Linked DNA regions of Ovis aries: region 2 is linked to region 1. The links are chromatin contacts, called in public Hi-C maps. All regions are on one chromosome and are shown on one strand. The core of a region is the stretch at or near the end of the contact, and the rest is flanking DNA. Distances in the headings are between cores, read along the strand shown. Region 1 overlaps SCEL (sciellin). Region 2 overlaps SLAIN1 (SLAIN motif family member 1).

What was found. A called contact is a pair of places that touch in the nucleus more often than the background predicts.
Region 2: a Hi-C map of liver shows a contact between it and region 1, with 5 times the contacts expected there. The contact joins two enhancer-like sites. A contact is called at or near these places in 13 of 16 Hi-C or Micro-C datasets (blood, hypothalamus, liver and 6 more).

Annotation. Positions count from the first base shown.
Region 1 is chr10:53,341,242-53,347,152 of ARS-UI_Ramb_v3.0, reverse strand. SCEL (sciellin) reads right to left here. Exons shown (of 33, transcript XM_060394163.1): 11 at 5,882-5,911; 12 at 3,635-3,694. Among named protein-coding and RNA genes, the nearest start is that of TRNAR-CCU, 8.2 kb to the left of the region's middle. Within about 2 kb of position 3,897, at least 4 of the 54 cell types and tissues checked have an H3K27ac peak or open chromatin away from gene starts, as enhancers often do.
Region 2 is chr10:53,480,819-53,486,379 of ARS-UI_Ramb_v3.0, reverse strand. It overlaps SLAIN1 (SLAIN motif family member 1), which reads right to left. Exons shown (of 8, transcript XM_042254965.2): 6 at 1,666-1,821. Among named protein-coding and RNA genes, the nearest start is that of SLAIN1, 45 kb to the right of the region's middle. Within about 2 kb of position 2,454, at least 9 of the 54 cell types and tissues checked have an H3K27ac peak or open chromatin away from gene starts, as enhancers often do.

The DNA of each region.
Region 1 (5,911 bases), core at 2,648-5,147:
GGGGTTTTTATATCTCCTTTATGGTACTTACCTTGCTGTACTTTGTAATGTATTAGATTGGCCAAAAAGTTTGCTTAATTTTAAGTAAAAATAAGACGTGTTTTTCAGATTCACCAAGAATTTTATTGAATAACATATTTACTAACCAAACTTTTTGTTTTGCCCAACCCAATAATAATCACACAATTTTCTCCTTGCTTCTACATATATGAGTGTGAGTGTTCATAGAGAGAAACACAGACTCTACACACATTCCCACACCACTTAAAATTTAGATCAGCTTTATATTGGGTCCTCTTCAGTGCTTAATCTGGAGTTTTTCACACAGTAGATGCTTAATACAAGGTCAAATTGCATCAAAAATACACATATGTTGACTTATTATAGATTCTATCTTTGCATAATGTGCTTGCACAGAGAAAATTTTGGAAAACACTTGTTTATCAGTAAGTCTGGTCTCTTTCTTGAATTCTACTCTCCCTCATTCCAGATCAGCTAGATTTGCACTCCTGTTTTTGTATTTGAGAACTGTGAAGTCTATTGGCTGCTTCTGCAGGAGCTGCCTGTTTAAGCTAAACCCCTGGGTTCTGGAATATTCCTTAGCTCAGCCCTCTCCCCCAAGAAGGCGGCCGGAGTGGTTTTTCCTTCCTATTTGCTCCTCACAGAACCTCCTCCCCTCATCCCTTCTATCCACCTGCTTTACCCTCATTTCTCTTGCCTTCCTCATCCAGTTTTCCAGTTCATAAATCCTGGTTCTCTCTTCTTCCTGCTCTAGAATCACACATTTTCCACACTTCCTCAATGTTCCTCTTTCTTCTTCAGTCATCACTGGTATAGACCAGGAGGCCAAGTAAGTAGGTAGTTAGACATTCAGGTTCCCAAGTCAGGGATACTTGGCTTCCAATCCAGGCTTTACTGCTTATTACTTGGTGACTCTGGGTGAGTTGTCTAACCTCTTGCTCCCTCAATTTTTAAGTCACAAAGTAAGAATACTAATGGTCCCCACCTCAGAAAAGAACCAATAAGTTAATGAATAGAAAGTGATTAGTGTGATGCCTAGCATGTCATAAACTCTCAATTAATTTTGGCAATTATAGTAAACAGTTCCCAGTCAATATTAATGTTTTCACTTTTTAAATGCTCACTATATTTATTTTTTAAACTGAATTTAGAGGCACCAAGACTTTGGCTCAGCTGTAGAGAGGTATAGTCACTGAGTGACTAATGTGCTTGGAGATGCCTGGTACCAGCAGATCACCAGAATAGTTACTGGGATGGTCCTCGCAGGGGCCTGAAAAACTTATTCAATCAACAGCCATCACAGAGATGAATCCTTTCAAGTAATATTGCATATTCAATGGTAGAGTCAAAGGCTGAGAATAAATATAGAAATGTGAAAGTTGCTGATCCTGACAAAAAATGGATTAATGTTCTATCCTTGCATGGGACAAATGTTACCCAGACCCTAATACAATGTTGTATTGTCATCTCTTATTTGAAATTCTACCTTCCAACTCTGAGGCTACAAATCGGTTCTATGTCCCCTAGGGAAAGAGCAAGCTCTATACATTTCCGCTCCAAACCTTTCTGACTGGTAAGTCACAATGATGAGATTATCAGGATTTGAGGTTCCACAAGAAAATTAGCATAGATCATGAAAAGACACTCTGTGGGAAATTAAGTAAAATGGGGACTGCATTGTGAATGAAGAAGCTGAGCTTTAAAAATGGCATCCAGTTGATGAAAGCTTGGATATTAAGTTTTACCACTGCATTTGCAATAAACTAAATGCTCTTAGTCAGATAGGAGTAATAGTCCATTTCCCAAAGGAGTATTACAAAGCAACTCAGATAAAAATAAAAGCTATATTGAGTCCCTACATATAGCCCAGAGCATCAGACATTTCCCCTGGTCCCCATCAAAGTTGCAGCTTCTTCCTGTAAAGAACGTGTCTGGCTGTGGAATTTGTGTATCCTGGTGAGGAAGAGGGGACAGGAAAGCTAATCCAACTGAAGCTCTCACTGTTTTTGTTTGACTGGTGCCAAACCGTAATTGCCCTTCGGCATCACTCACCTATCTTTCCCTTAAACAGCTGTCAAAAAATTACCCAGTCCAAAAAACTGTTCAATCCCCGTAAAAATATTACCTCAAACAAAAATAAATAAATAAAATGAGAAATCTAGATACATAGACAACGGAAGAAATGAAAATGAAAAATTTAGGATATTTTCCACTGTCTCTTTCCAAATTTAGACTGTGTCCATTAGTTGCAGAGAAGAGCTCACCGTCACTTCTGTGACTTCTCTTCAGGTCTTTGAGCTGGCAGTCCTAACAACCCTCTTAGCACTGCTAACTTCCACTGAACAAGGGAAAAATTCTGTAGGCACAGGATTAAACCACGGAATGCTTATACCCAAGGTTTTCTCACTGCTCAGCATTGTCTTACCATTATCCACTATATAAACACTTCTGCTTTGCACAAAGCATTGTGTTAGCCTTTGTAGATGGCAGATGGTGAGAAAGACAAAATATCTGCTCTAGGAGATTAAAGAGATAACAAAGAAGATGAGACATTTACATAAATACCACAAGACAATACTAAATATGATTAGCTGCTATGTAACTTGAATAATAGGATTCTAATCACTTAAGGAGGCAAAAGTCACATCTCACTGGGTCACTCACTTGGAAAAGACCTCACAGAGGTGTTGGTATCTGATCTGGATCTTGAAAAATGGGTAGAACTTGAATGTATTGATATGGTGGCCTTGAGGCTGGAAAAGCCCTCATGAATAGAATGGTATAAACAAAGGCAGAGGCTCTGGAAACTTCAGAAAGGAAGTGGTTTAATTTGGTATTGAATGTAGGATAAATGCATTGGTGAAGTCCAAAATTTCTAAGGAATGTTAGGTCAGAGCCAGGTTAACAAGGGCATTGCATGAAGTTATATGCAATTGACTAGGCCGTGGGAAGCCAAGTGGAGTGATTTTTCAAGTAGAATCATAGAAAGAAAACTCCAGCAGTGATGGGTAGTGATGGTCTAGTGGAAGAAGAGACTGGAGGAGTGTCAGTCAATCTGAATAGCTACTCTGATAACCTGTGATGGAACCAATGAGGGTTTGAACTGGGTGAGACCATGGGGGTGTGCAGGGCACTTTAGACATTTAATCCATACATGCCTGATACTACGCAGAGGGGTCAAGATGGAAGAATCAAAAATGATTCCAGAAAGGTGAGCTTGCCTGAATGAAAGAACACAGAGAAGATAGGAAATACCGCATTTGGGGAGGAAGTTGACAATAACCTAGGGCATTCTATAGGGGGGTGCTGGGGAGATGGGTAAACACAGATCCGGGTCAGAACATAAATTCAGGATGGGGGTTTGGAGCAAGGTCACCACCATGAGCATCACTCCACAGAAGAGAAAGCGGAGAGAGAAGAATGTCCATCAGTGTCAGTATTACCCATTTCTCAGGAACTCTAATCTAGAGACTGACTCTTTCTTCCTTCAAATTATATATAATGAGCAGCATCAGGATTTCGTTCATATTTGGAAGATTTAAAGGTACTGGCTAAGCATTTTTGAAACAGAGAGAGAAGAAAAATGCAAGTTCAAAACCTCTTGAGCACTCACCCCTTGTTAGTTTTCTGAAGCGAAGTGGCCACTTTGACAATGTTCTCCAGATCCTGACTCCTTCAAACAATGAAAAATAAACTCATGTCAATGACAACTGAGCTATGCTTAAAGGAACTAAAGTATCTGTGTTCAGTGAAGAAAGCAAAGTCCGTATGTTATCAGAAATCACTGACTTTATCTGAATAACAACAGCCTATCCCATCAGCTCACAGCACTCACACACTCGCACTCGTGCACGCCGGTCACTCCACCCAGGCATTGCCTCTGCCACCTAGTGCTCACTGAAACAATTACAGTTTCTCCTAAAGACGTGTATCGGCTATGTGCAAGTTACATACTTAAAAAGGATACGGGGGAAAAATTGAATTAACTGCACAAGTAAACACAAAGTATGTTCAGAAGTTTTTCTATCAACCATAGAACATTATAATGTCATTGAGCATACATTATACATAACATTATAATGACACTGAGTATACATCCTTGGGCTTCCCTTGTGGCTTAGATGGTAAAGAATCCACATGCCAATATGGGAGAACTGGATTCGATCCCTGGGTCAGGAAGATCCCCTGGAGAAGGGAATGGCAACCCACTCCAGTATTCTTGCCTGGAGAATCCCATGCACAGAAGAGCGTGGCAGGCTACCACTCACGGGGGCACAAAGAGCTGGACGCGACGGAGCGACTAACAGTTTCAGTTTTCAAGGAACATTGAGCAACATATTCAGAAGATCAATCAACCCCCTATATGAAGTGAACGTATCTGTCTTCTTAGGCTTCCAAAGGGAAAGAAAGCACATTTAATACTGTAGGGTATGTGGAATCACCTGACATGTAATGGACTTAAATCGCCAGGTCATGAAAAGGAATAATTTTAGGTTTACCTGAATTGAGACCTGTGTTTCATAAACAATACTGTATAGAAAGTTAACAGAGTTCCATGAAGAAAGAATTTTGGAGTCAAGTAAACTGAGGAAACATAACTGACTTTTAGAGATTTGGACTGTACATACACGCACACTGAAGGCTCTGGAAATTCATGATCGAGAACCCTATTCTCCTGTGTTTCCTAAATGTGTTGTCCTTTAAATGTCTCTTTCCCAGAACATTCATTGATATCTTGTGGTACATGGGACATACTGTAGAACATGCTGTACCTTAAGCCTGTAGGTACAAGGTATTCCCCCCAAAGGTAAGGTATCTGCGTGACATAAGTCTAAGCATCACAGGGGATAATAAAGAGAAAAAAAAACATACATAAAATTTTGCACTTTGAACAATGTTTTCAATTTAAAAAATTGTTTAAAATAAAGATTTATTATAATGGTAAATTAAGCTAGGCTTCCCAGGTGGCTCTAGTGGTAAAGAACTTGCCTGCCAATGCAGCTAGACATAAGAGACATGGGTTTGATTCCTGGGTTGGGAAGATCCCCTGGAAAAGGGAATGGCAACCCACTCCAGTATTCTTGCCTGGAGAAACCCATGGACAGAGGAACCTGGAGGGCTACAGTCCATGGGGTCGCAAAGAGTCAGACACAACTGAAGCGACTTATCCCACATGCACAAGATGGTAAATTACTGCTGTGTTTTTTACCATTAAAAAAAAAAAAAGCTGGTTTATCATATTGGTTGACTTATAAAATAACATTGTTCAAAAACTAATTTCAAAATAGTATTTTTTCAAATAAATAAATAAAGATACATCTAAAGCAAATACTAAACTAGATGGGATGTTTAAGACAATAGGTGTAAACCAGGACTGTCATGGGGAAATCTTAGTCAAAAGCATCAGTACAATTTGTAAGCCTTTTATTGATGGTGCAGGAGAAGCTCAGTGACCTTATCATACAGCCAATTCCAAGCAAAGGTTTTGTAGACATTCAATCAGATGACTGTATTTCCACCTATTCCCTTACACATCAACGCCAGCTATATCATAGACTCTGGGACAAGTGTTAGGAATAAAGAGAGATTTTCCTTTCTTAAGGGGTTTGATCTTATTCTGTTATCATATTCAGGGAATTTTGGTTGTTCTTAATGTAATACTAAGAAATAGCAATAAAAGGAATAAAATTCTCTAAGTACATATACAATGATTTATTACCCACTATTGAAGTCAGCTGGAAAACTGATTTTGTCCGTTTTATTAATTTCATGTATGTTTCAGTGTTCTAATAAAGCATACTTTATCATTTATACAATTAAATAAATATAAATATAGAGATATCAGGATAGATCATTGTACCTTATACTTCTTTCAGCAGATCTGTTGGCT
Region 2 (5,561 bases), core at 1,205-3,704, 140 kb before region 1:
CTATATCCTTTTGACATGCTCTTTCATCATTTTTTCAGGACTTCCATCAAGATTTTCCATTGTTTGTAGGGTATGTTCTATTTTGGGTTACTTTGATTTTTCTGGCACTCAAACTGTACTACTGATCCACATTGAATTAGAGCTCAAAAAACTCCTAAGCATTACCCTAGTTGCTACTGTGACTACTGTATTTCCCCTTTCTATGTTTATACTGTTGACTTTTATACTCAAGCACAGAACTTCTAACTCAGTTAAATTTCATCATGATGTATCTGGCCACCTGTCCTAACCTCCTGACATAAAATTAGAAAGCAGCCCTCAGTTTCCCACCATTAGTTCCTAGGCTATCTTCTGTGTCTTTACACAGGCCTTTAATTCAAATATTAACAGATGAAGCCCTAAGATCCAGCCCTACAGCGTTCATTTACACATTTGTTCAAACATCTCCTGAGAGCTATGGTCGACGCCCAGGAAAAGCCAATAAGCTAGTATGGAAGATAAACATAATGGCAGTCAAGTGTGACACACAGAGCGACGCAAGCAGCGACCGGAAACCTGACCCGTTCTCAGCATGTTCTGGAGGTACCTGGGGTAGTGTATCAGGGGCACCAAGGCGTCTGCTGGGTGGAAGCTGAAGACATCTGGTTGACAGTGCTTGGCCACACACTTGGCCTTCCAGGTCTGGGCACATCCGTACTGGGCCTGTGGCCTTGAATCTGCCTCCCAGGGGTCAATCTTGGACTTAACCCTGACTACCCATACAAGTCAGAGAAGGCAATGGCACTCCACTCCAGTACTCTTGCCTGGAAAATCCCATGGACGGAGGAGCCTGGTAGGCTGCAATCCATGGGGTGGCTAAGAGTCAGACACGACTGAATGACTTCACTTTCACTTTTCACTTTCATGCATTGGAGAAGGAAATGGCAACCCACTCCAGTGTTCTTGCCTAGAGAATCCCAGGGATGGCAGAGCTTGGTGGGCTGCCGTCTATGGGGTTGCACAGAGTCGGACACGACTGAAGCGACTTAGCAGTAGCAGCAGCAGCAGCAACCCATACAGGCAGCATGGGTTGGGGGTGGGGAACCTGGAGCCAAGACATCCCCACACAAAGTGAGAACACAAAACACTAGACTGTGCTGTCACCATGCTCCTCATCACTGGGTAAAACACACAGAGAATGAAAGGCTGTGGGCAAACTGCAATGGGGCAGCTAAATCCTACTCTTCAGTCACACTAGAACAGAACTGCATTTGCCCTGGGAAAGCTATGGACTGATGCAAAACAAGACCACGGTAAGAGCTGGACAGAAGAGCTGTGCTTTCCTCTGAGTAAACATATCAAGTGCACAGCTAGAAAGAAGCAGGACTGCGCAGAAAACATTTTTGTATGATGAGCAGAGAGATCAATCACCATTCAGGGCTTCTACTTCTATCCTTAAGTATAAAGGCTAACATAATTTGCTAATTATTAATTGGTAACATATAATTTGCTAATTATTAACAGGCACCAGTGAAAATACTTCTTAATGGTGAAATACAAAATAAAAGTCACAAGGATAAAGGTTTCCTGTAGTGTTCAGAGAAAGAAAGAAAAATGAAATAGTAAGATATTTTCCTAATGGTGTTATAACTAACTGAAAATTACCAAAAAATCTGTCATACTTACTACAAGACTGTATTCTTGAAAGTCCATTTGCAGCTCCATGCAAGCTTGAGTCAAAACTCTGACTATTCCGCACGGTGACTGGAGAACTCCCGTTGCTACTAACAGTGGTTGTACTTGGCATCCGAGCTAGGTTAGGCATACTTCTTCGGAGCTTGTCTAGAAAAGTATTTTACTGTGTTAAAAAAAAATCACTACTTTTATGCTGATTAAGACACTAGATTTCAAAAGTAAATACAAAGAGAAATCATATTTTGTTCAATGACAAACAAATTATCACACGTGTTATGAACTCTAAGAAGCTAACTGATTATCCCTCGTATAGGGAGACACTTAATGTCTTCAGAAAGGCTCCACCAAACAAACAGCTAATGGAAAGCATTTGTTCTTTAAAAAAGGGAGGGATTAGCTAGTCAATTAGCTGTCTGTTCTTAGATAAAATTATATCAAAATGAGGTTAGACAATAATCTTACAGCCATTAACATAAAAAAAAAACCTACAAATTGTTACATATTAGTTACAAAAAAAAAAAAAAAACACCTAGAGGTGTCAAACCAACTATTACTGAAACTTCTGCTAGAACATCAAAAAGGAAGAAATTCTTAAAATTCTACCTTGAGATGTTTTGAGATAGCCACTCATCACATCAACATGATCACATTAACTTCTAGGAAGTTTTAAGGGTCACGAGTATGCCACCAAATCTTTGGAGACTTCAAACACTTCCCTTTCTTTTTCTTGCTGAATACACCTTCTACCACCAAGAGGCAGCAGAGGGTAAGCCACGCACAGACCTCAGTGAATTTTAATTCAGCCACTAAGCATCTGAGCCTGTACGCACACACAAGACTGTAGCTCTACAATGTAGACAGTTTCCTCTTTATTAATACCATGCCCACAAGCTAACGTATATATATCAGGTCATTCAAGCTCAGAAAACAGATATATTTGAATACTAAGCAAAAACTCATTCAAGGACAAACCTGATTCCTTTTTCTCTCCTTCACACAGACACAGCTCCATCTCCATCTCTTAGATCCCTGAAGTCACCTATCTAAAAAGGGGTGTTATCTTCCAAGTTTCACCTCCCTTCCTCGTCCTCAACTCCAAGTCCCGTCAATTCTGCCTCGTAAATATTTAGCACATCTCCCTCTAGCACCTTAGCACAGACCTCATTATCTGTCATCCACATTTTCACAAAATCCTCTTAACGGGTTTCTGTGCACCCTGTCTGTTCCTCCCCACCGTCCATACACCTGGTGACTTCCAGCCACTTCCTAAAACCGTCCAATCACGCCCCTTCCCCTTCCTCTGAAAGCCCAAGCTCCTGGGCTGAGCAAAGACCCTTCCAAGGTGTGGTCCCTGCAGACCTCTCCACCCTCACCTCCTGCTGCCCCTGCCTCACAGCCTGCTTGCCAACCCGAGTGAACCACAGAGTTTCCAAATACTTCACGTGTTCCTGCATCCATGAGCATGCTGGTCCTTCCTCTTGGACACCATTCCTCACTTCGTAGAATGAATGAATGCATATTTATGCCATACAGTGGGCTTCCCTTATGGCTCAGCTGGTAAAGAACGTGCCTGCAATGTGGGAGACCTGGTTCGATCCCTGCGTTGTGAAGAGCCCCTGGAGAAGGAAACGCTATCCACTCCCCATTCTGACCTGGAAAATTTCATGGACTGCATAGTGCATGAGGTCACAAAGAGTCAGACATGACTGAGCAACTTTCACTGACTCGTGGTATACAGTGTGTTAGACAGGTGAGTTTCCAACTCTCAATGGGATTATAGTCTAGACCATTATTTCTCGATCCTTTATTCTATTATCCATCTTTGGGGGTCCATTAAGGAATAAAGGCAGCAGCCAGTTACCCACCAAACATCTCAAGCTAGCCTTCCCGTCAATACAGGTCCTCAGACTAACACCACCATGTAGCTGACTGCCCTCCTCCCCCCACAAAATCCTAAAAATTACAGTTAGCAAATGTTCTGTAAGATTTAATTATTTCTCATTCCTAGCAAACTACTCCAAATACAGTAGTCCCTCCCTTTCTTATCAGCAGGTGATACGTTTCAAGACCCTCGGGAATGCCTGAATCCATCAATAGTATTAATACATAGTACTGAACTTTGTAAAGCTTGCCTGGTGGCTCAGATGGTAAAGTATATGCCTGCAGTGCAGGAGACCCAGATTCAATCCCTGGGTTGGGAAGATCCCCTGGAGAAGGGAATGGCAACCCACTCCAGCATTCTTGCCTAGAGAATCCCATGGACAGAAGAGTCTGGCCGGCACAGTCACGGAGTCGCAAAGAGTCAGACGCAACTGAGTGGCTAACACACACACTGAACAGGATGCTTTTCCTACACAGGCACTGACAGGCAGGTAGTATACAGAGCCTGGATACACCTGACAAAGGGAGGACTCGCGTCCCACCTGGGACACAGCAGGAAGGCACAAGATTTCCTCACAGTACTCAGGACAACGCACACTTTAAAACTTACAACTGTGTATTTCTGGAATTTTTCCATTTAACATTTTCAGACTGCAGATGACCATGGGTGACCGAGGTAAGTCACAGGTAAAGAGGGACTACTGAGTGCTCCTTTTAATCCCATGAACCCCAGAAATATTCCAAGGACTTTGAAGAGCCATCCCTTTTGAACCCAGGCAGTGTAGGAGCTATGGAAATGGTGAAGTATTAACACACACTTCTGTTTTTAATTAAATTAGATCAGTATTATAACAATTGTTTTCTTCCATCTATATTATTTTAATAATTTAGAAAAATAATTGATAGATTAGTTTCCAAGTTACAACTCTTATTCTACAGTTTTGTTTAAATAATACTGTGGTAACAAATGAAGGTTCAGATATCTGAGCCATATCAATAAAAGTTTAAAAAAAAAGTGGAGATGAGGAAACAACCTTTACTTTTTTAGCACTTTTAACTTTTTCAGAAATTTTTGTTCCGGGTGAAATAGTCATAGTTTCCTTGATTCCTTATAACAAACTTAGGTTAAAGGATTACATGTTACATAAAGGAGAACGTATATCAGATGACTTGATGTCCAACTATACCTGAGTTATTTGTCTACATTTTGCAACCAAATGAATGAAAACTCAGAGACATGGAAAGACAGGGAAAAAGTATAAGTGGTAGGCCAGGCTGGCAACTCAGCATCTACCAGCCTTCAGGGCTTATGTGCTCAGCCATCAAGTTGATCTGCCCGAAGTTCAATCCAGAGAACAGCTGTTATCTTCCATTTCCTTTGCATGCAGAGACCAGCCCTTTTAGAGAAATAAAACTACCACAGTCAGACACTAGGCTGAGATATGTTTCCATTTTCCTAATAGGAACCATCATAACACAGGTTTAGGTAAACCCAATCGGTTTCATAATGGTGTTGAATGTAAGTTAACACCACTTTTCTGAGGGGGAACAATGATCCCACTGATAATACTAATCAAGATGCAGGGAGCATCTGCTGGATAGGCAGGATGTGACCAAAAAAAAAAACCCTTCACGGGAACAACTCTGGGTGCGCTCTCCCACAGTTTTAATGATCCAGTAGTTACTGTCTTTGATATAAGCTTAAATAAATTGGTCATCAGTGGCAGTCACTTTACCTGCCACAGTTTTCTTTTAGATTTGAAATCTGAAAGTATTAAAGAGATAAGTTCTAACTATTAAACCTTAAATATGTTCAAATGATCTCTCAATTCGCATGAATAATTACAAGTACAAAGGAAGATAAAGTAAAAACTTAGTACACGCTGGCAGGTGATGACTAGTACAATTTGTATCTGCCCTTGCAATATTTTTAAATAACTTGCTTAAGTGATCATTTCTGGGCCCAGGTGTGAGAAATGGTGCTGTATAATAATTCAAAAATATTA